2 separate regions of the Triticum aestivum genome follow, and region 1 is linked to region 2. A link is a contact called in public Hi-C data. All regions are on one chromosome and are shown on one strand. Each heading gives the region's core, a stretch centred on a gene start, on an enhancer-like site or on the middle of the called end of the contact. The rest is flanking DNA. Distances are from core to core; before and after follow the strand shown. Region 1 holds the start of LOC123190056 (protein RKD5). Region 2 holds the start of LOC780567 (DNA-binding protein MNB1B).

Region 1 (3,666 bases), core at 651-3,150, 240 kb before region 2:
ATTAATCTTCTCTCTTTCTCTTTTCCTCCTTCATGTGACTGTATTTGACATCCAAACATTCCAAATAAGCTAATTGTATTGAAACACATTTTGAGAAAACTTGATTGAAGTTTTTTATGATTCTGACACTACTATACTATTTCTTAGGTTATCAAAATTTATTACTCAAATCTTCTTTAGTTATTAAGGATTTCTTTAACTAAGAGAACACACATTTACCAAGCTCCCATTTTATCTGATTTTGTTGTACTATAAGCCAGCTCCAACTGGATGCTACCAATGAAGGGGACCCTTCACGTGGCTCGTATTGATCTTGTCATGAGTCATTCGTTTATTTCTATGATTTAGCTTGCAATATAGTGACCCTCTGCCTTCACTTCCTTCCTTTTGGAAATTTTATTGACATCTCCCAATTTATCTCGCTGTTCATTTACAAGCACCGGAAGCCCTTCTTACTCTAGTTCTCCGATCGATTTGCTGAGCTCTGCGATTGGATAATTTTATTCTCTTTGTTGGTTTACTTGTTCCATGATGATTTCCTATTCCAATTCAATCAGGACTCTTATTTTTGGGTGGTAACCAAAGCTGTTCAATCATGGCTTGTCAAGTTTCTATAAACCTCAGCCAATATTCTCTGATTGATAAATCTAAGGCGTTGCTCCACTATCGTTATATAAGAACATACTAATAGATAGATTAATCAGGAGATAGCCCAATGTATTGCTTTTTCAGGGAAGGGGTAGCTATCTAGTCCGCCCATTGTCATGCTAGGAGGATAGGATGCATGGGTCTTACACAAAGATCATATGCCATATTCCTAACTCTGCTCTACCAGTCTGACCCATTCACTAAATAGAGATCTTCCTCTCAATTTGGCATTGCCCAAACCCCTAAACCCCTGGTGGAACATCCACTTCACACTAACGGCAGCGTTAATTAAAAACTCTTGCACAAGTACCAGATTTTGGTTTACATTTGATAGATTTCGAAACCACAGTGGAAGAGACGCAGTCACCTTCACCAAATTGGGGTGGCTCATCGGTATCAGACCCCGCCTCTTGCTTAACAGAAACTCTGTCCTTTGCATCCGAAGTGGTCAATTTCTCATCTGAATCGCACTGAACGAGCCCTGGAACCTTTTCTTCAACTTTCTGAAACTGGAACACCTTTGTCAGGTCGTTGTACAGGGAAGGCACACACATGAGCCTCGGGTTCCTGAAAAGGAAAATAAACGAAGTTTTCAGCATTCAGTGGCAATGGCACTCGCACATTAGGTTGGGGGAAGAAGCGGAAACTTGTGGACATCGAGGAATCGGCGCCGCATTGAGCTGCGCGTGATCGTACCTGAAGGGGCAGAGCACGGGCGGCGGCACGGGCGGCGGGGCGACGGCGGCGACGAAATCGAATGCCAGGATGCAGCGCCAGGGCCCGGCAATCTGGCCCTCGCGGTAGACGGGGCGGCCGCGCCAATCCGCCGGGAGCAGGCGCAGCGCGTCGGCGGGGAGCGGGACCTCGCGGGCCAAGGTGGGGGTGAAGGCGAACTCCCGCTCCACCCACCTCTCCCAGCCGCAGCCCCCTCCCTTGCCGGCGACCCGGTAGCCGTGCGCGCTCCTCACGGCACCTGCATGGGCAGAGGAATGTCACACACACGGACACACTCACAAACGTCGCGCGCCGCCACAGCCCGCGAGGAGGCGGAGGAGAAGAGGTGGAAAATAAAACGATTGAGAGGGAGAGTGGGGGCGTGGGCCGACCGCGGTCAACGGTGCTGACGAAGACGGCGAGCGCGGAGAGGGTGGAGGCGGCGGCGGCAGCGGCGGCGGGGGCTTCCATGGGCCGGGAGGATCTGGGGGGCGAGCTCGGGGTCGGGGTCGGGGTCGGCTGGCTGGGGGCGGGGCGGGGCGGGGGCTGGGGGTTGGGGGTCTGGGAGAAGGGAAACTGAAGGGGTTTTGTTTCTTGTTGTTATTTCCAAACCTGGGCGGAACGGAGGGAGGGGAGGCGAGGGCCCCCCGGCGAAATGCGCTGATGCTACGGTTTTTGGATGCATTTTGCATGTTTTTCTTTTATTTATTTTAAGAAAAAAATGAAGAAGAAGTCAGTGTGGGTTTAAACCCTCCTCCCCAATGTGCTGTCACAGCCCATAAACCCTCCTGGCTATTTCCGGGCGCTGTGGTGTGGGTCCCGCTCAACAAGGAATAAACAAACAAAAAAAGAAGCCAGTTTGTGTTACTCCCTCCGCCGAAAAGACTTGTCATTAAGATAAATAAAAGGAGTTGTTTGCTACCGAAAAACTACATGTGTTTTTTGCCGTGTGAGTGAATGATGATTGATGAATGAGTGGGTGAAAAAATCCAGCTGCACGCTGTGGCCTCGGTGACGCCGGCCCTCGCAACGGCCTCTGGGCGCTTGGACTTTTTTGGCGGATGCTCGGCCGGTCTCACGCGGAAAGTAGGGTGGGTCTAGTGTGACCGTGTGGTCATGTCAGCTCAGCGGCAGCGGGTCATCGGGGGACGCGGGGGGAGAGAGACGACGGCATAAAGCGCACGCGACATGCAGGAGCAGGAGGGAAGCCGGGCGCGGGCGGGCGGGGGTCCGTCCGTCCGTTCGTCCGTTACAGATGGCTGCCGCACAAACACCCACCGGCGGGGTGTCCACGTTTGCCAAACAGCGCCAAGAGAGAGAAACCGAGACAGGGGAGCCTTTCACGAGAAGGGGAGGGGTACACACCGGAGGACGGCCGCTCCTTCGGTCAGGTGTGTTGTGGGACGGGACGAGCCCAAACCCTATTTCTGCCCCAACATTGCCAAAAGGAGCGGAGACCGTAGGTGCATATTACCAGCACTGTAGCGGCATTTTACCTTTTGGTTGCCTGATTTTACCCGGTTTTTATTTACATTTTCTCGTGTGTGATTTGTATTCAAGCGTGTTTTATTATGTTCGAGAGTCTATACCAGAGGTTATGGAATATACTTTTGTTTAATACATTTTTCCTCCGTTATCCGGTAAAATAGTGGAACCTGACCAAATATTGACCCTATAAAAAAAGGTGCTCCCTCCGTCCCATAATATAGTGTGCATTGGTTTTAATGCCAGTCAAAATTTATAAACTTTGATAATTTATCATGAAAATTATCTATATCTAGAATACCAAATACATACCATATGAAAATATACTTCGTGACGAATTCTAATGGCATTAGATTGACTTTAGCCTACAAAAATGTCTTATATTTTGAAACGGAGATAGTATCTTATATGTTGATGTTTTTTTTCTATAATCTTAAGCAATGTTTACATGGTTTGACTTGGAAAAATACCCTAAGAAAAACTATATTTTAAAGCGGAAGGACTATATTATTGCTTGAAATTATGTATAAGTGGTGCACCATAGTGACTTAGAGCATCTACAATCACGATTAGCTAATCCAAGCCTCTATATGCCTGCGGAAGCGTCCGGACGCACTCGCTGACAGTGATTGGACAGTCCTCATTCCCCATTGTCTACAACCGCAATCCCCCTACCGAATACCTAATTCCATACAATGCATGCAACAACGTAGATCAAGATCGAGCAACAAATATTGATGGCATGTTTCATCGGACATAGTTTGAGACAAAGACATTATTCACCAGAATCTACTACATACAAAATATCTATATAGATAT
Region 2 (3,277 bases), core at 351-2,850:
GGTCAAGATGTTATTTGGACACATCCCTCACTTCGGTTCGTAACAAGCACATCTCGATAGGTGACTTCCAGTGCACAAATTAAGATCATATTTGGTCCCAACACAAATACATGGTTGTAAAGACCTCATACCAGTACCTATTTTTATTATAAGTGTTTCATCACAATTAGTTTGATTGATCTGGTCAAAAGCTAGAATTATTTCTTTCACAGAAGCTTGCTAGAGACCATCGCTTCAAGGGAACCTTCTTCTCGCGGGTTCAATAATCCAAGGTCACCTCTTTGGGGAAATATGTGCGGGGTACTTCTGTTCCGTTCCCGGATCACTAAGTATCACGTGCTACATGAGAAAATGTGTCATTTGCTAAGCTCCACATGTCGATAGTCAATCTCGTTGGCCAGACGTCACCAGGACAATACCCCAAATCCATGAAACTATGGGACCACCACCTCCTTCCTCAACATGTGGTCGTCCATGCACATCCCGATTATGATACCTTTTGGGCCACCTCCTCGGCATACCATTGCGCGTCCTCGAGTTACGACACAGCACAGCCGAGTTGCTCATAACCCAATTTGCATAGTATAACCATTTACAAACCCGTCAGTGTCAGGAGAATGAAGACCCGTAGTTTGAGATTATCTAGCATGCCATGTCAAAAGGCGGGCCCACACTATAAACAAAGATCTAATTATGGCTCTACTCCCTCCATTCGTAAATCTGCTCACCTCGTAAGTTGGCGGCGAGGCTAGGGTGCCCATATTTCCCGCCATAGTATGCAATTGGACACCGCCGCACCTGTTCGCCACTTGAGCTCCTCAACCCCTCTAGCATCAGAGCTCACGCCTGCCGTAAGACCCACCGACCGGCATTGCTGCTAACCATCGTCTCCCGCCACCCGCGACTGGTGTCGATGCCATGCCAACTCACTTTATCGCCATGTCCTAGTCGTCGTCGTTGATGGTCCGTCCCCACCTCCCCCAACGTTCCCTCTAAACTCCCTCCTCCACAAGCATCCCTAACCCTAACTTAGTCATATCCGGTTCATCACCGGTGCCTCCACTCCACCTCGCTCGCTTCCACCGCCAACATCGTGGCCGGCCGTGTCTCCGAGCTCGGTGGGCAAGGCCTACAATACATGGGAGGGTACCCACAGCCAGTCAATTTTTTATTAAAAAAACAGTTTTTTAAGGCAAGATAGCCAGCCAGCTCGGCCAGAGCGGCAAAATTTGCGCCGGGCTGCTCCTACTCGGGACAAAATCTTTTTTTGAAGATCAGTACGGATACAAGCGCTCATATATATGCGCATGCACTCACTCCTATGAACGCACACACCCACACCCTATGAGCATATCCGAGAGACTGAGCCGATATATCATCTTGAGATTTTAAGAAGTCACCGTAACGCCTCGTAGTCGACGAGAACCTCTTCTTTCATTGAACACGTATCACCGAAAATCATGAAATAGATTTAAGATAAATGCAAGCACGAGGACTTAAATCCTGATGGGCCGGAATACCATTGCCATCTACTATAACCATTATCGCTACTCGGAACGAAATCTTGGAACCCTTGCAACTGTGCAGAGCCGGTCCAGTTTCTCTCGGCCCAGTGCCCAGGTTTCCACCGATCGCAAACCGATGACCACCCCGCAACGCGGCCACTCCACGCCCACACGTCGCATTCTCCCCCTTTCGTTGTCCTTCCCCGTCCCATTCCCTCCGCTCCCCACTCCGCAGCAGTTCCGCACCGACGCCCTCGCCCTCACCCTCCCCAAAGCCCTAACCGCTCGCCCGCTCCGCCGCCATGAGGTCCAAGGCCAACGGAGACACCGCGTAAGTCACCCGCTCCCGCTCCCGCTCCCGCTCCCCCGCCTCCTCTTCCTGCGGGGTTAACGTTCATGGCTTTCGGTCGTACCGACTAACTTGGTCTCCTTTTCCGCTGATGATTCCGTGGTGCTGCGCTGCAGGTTCAAGGCCTCCGGCAAGAACAAGACGGCCACCGGCGGCGTCGCCAAGCCGAAGCGCGCCCCCACCCCCTTCTTCGCCTTCCTGTAAGCCCTCCCTCCCCGCCTCCTCCCCCAGATCTATTCGTCTCCGTACTCTAATAATTTTCGAAACTTCGGCCGCAGGGCTGAGTTCAGGCCACAGTACATGGAGAAGCACCCCGAGGCAAAGGGCGTCGCGGCCGTGAGTCTCCCACCCTCCTGCCATAGGGTTTTGCTTTTAGGGTTTTGCATCTAGGGTTTCGTTTCCATTGCCCATGGCTCATAAGTGTGTGCATGTGCTGCTTGTTTTTCTCTCCTTTTAGGTCACCAAGGCGGCTGGGGAGAAGTGGCGCAGCATGTCGGATGAGGTTTGTCTGGTTTTTGCGCTACTTATGCAATTTATATTGTGGAAAGTTGCTCCGGTGCCGTTATACTTGCCACAACTTGCCAAAATACTACTAGGTTGTCGTACCTGTTGCGTTAAACAACTAATTTGCAGTCCGTTGCCCCAAGATGATAACACAGCGAGTCTCCGTTACAATGCCAGTTTGTTAGAATATGGATGATGTTTATATGATTTTTGCGGTGCTTGTGTAATTAATAATGTTGGTGGATACCTGTCCAGTGCCGTTATATTTGATGCAACTTACCAAAATAACACCCGAGCTGTGCTCTGTTACCCTTAACTGATAATGCCGTCAGTCTCCGTTACAATGTTCTGGCGTTCTAAAATATTTCACGCAAGGTTAGCAAAAGGAAAACAGAAATATGTTACCCCTTATCTGCCACTGTCTTGCTGAGCTGTTTAATAACTTTAGCGTCTGTTTGGTGAAGGAAAGATGAATTATTTGATCCTAACTGGTTAATGCATGCCTTGTTTAGGAGAAGGCAAAGTATGGCGGCAAGAAGGCAGATGCCCCAGCAAGCAAGGCGGTGAACAAGAAGGTAGTGTTATCGCTGCCATGAATCTTGTGACGTAAAGCTTATGCTACTATGCATTCAAGTAATATCAGTTTTGGGGTAATAATGTTGTTTTCCATTTTTATCAGGAGAGCACTAGCTCCAAGAAGGCCAAGACTGACGCTGACGAAGAAGGTTCTGACGTTGAGGATGATGGCGAGGTATATAAATTTATGCATCGCTTTAGGTGGCATACATTGCAGTGCTGATGGAATTTACTTGTTGCTAACATATGTTTGGCTGTCTTATCACAGGAGGACGAGGAGTAAATAGTAGATGAGGGAACAGCAGTGGTGCAAATCAGCGTTTGCTGCTTAGGGTTTAGCTTG

What was found. A called contact is a pair of places that touch in the nucleus more often than the background predicts.
Region 1: a Hi-C map of leaf shows a contact between it and region 2, with 7 times the contacts expected there. The contact joins the promoter of LOC123190056 here to the promoter of LOC780567 in region 2. A contact is called at or near these places in 3 of 5 Hi-C or Micro-C datasets (all in leaf).

Annotation. Positions count from the first base shown.
Region 1 is chr2A:663,531,840-663,535,505 of IWGSC CS RefSeq v2.1, reverse strand. It overlaps LOC123190056 (protein RKD5), which reads right to left and starts at 1,900. Exons shown (of 5, transcript XM_044602619.1): 1 at 1,755-1,900; 2 at 1,345-1,621; 3 at 1,016-1,215. The coding sequence starts at 1,833.
Region 2 is chr2A:663,296,230-663,299,506 of IWGSC CS RefSeq v2.1, reverse strand. It overlaps LOC780567 (DNA-binding protein MNB1B), which reads left to right and starts at 1,600. Exons shown (of 7, transcript XM_044602617.1): 1 at 1,600-1,836; 2 at 1,971-2,054; 3 at 2,133-2,190; 4 at 2,312-2,356; 5 at 2,871-2,933; 6 at 3,038-3,109; 7 at 3,203-3,277. The coding sequence starts at 1,808. The coding sequence ends at 3,217.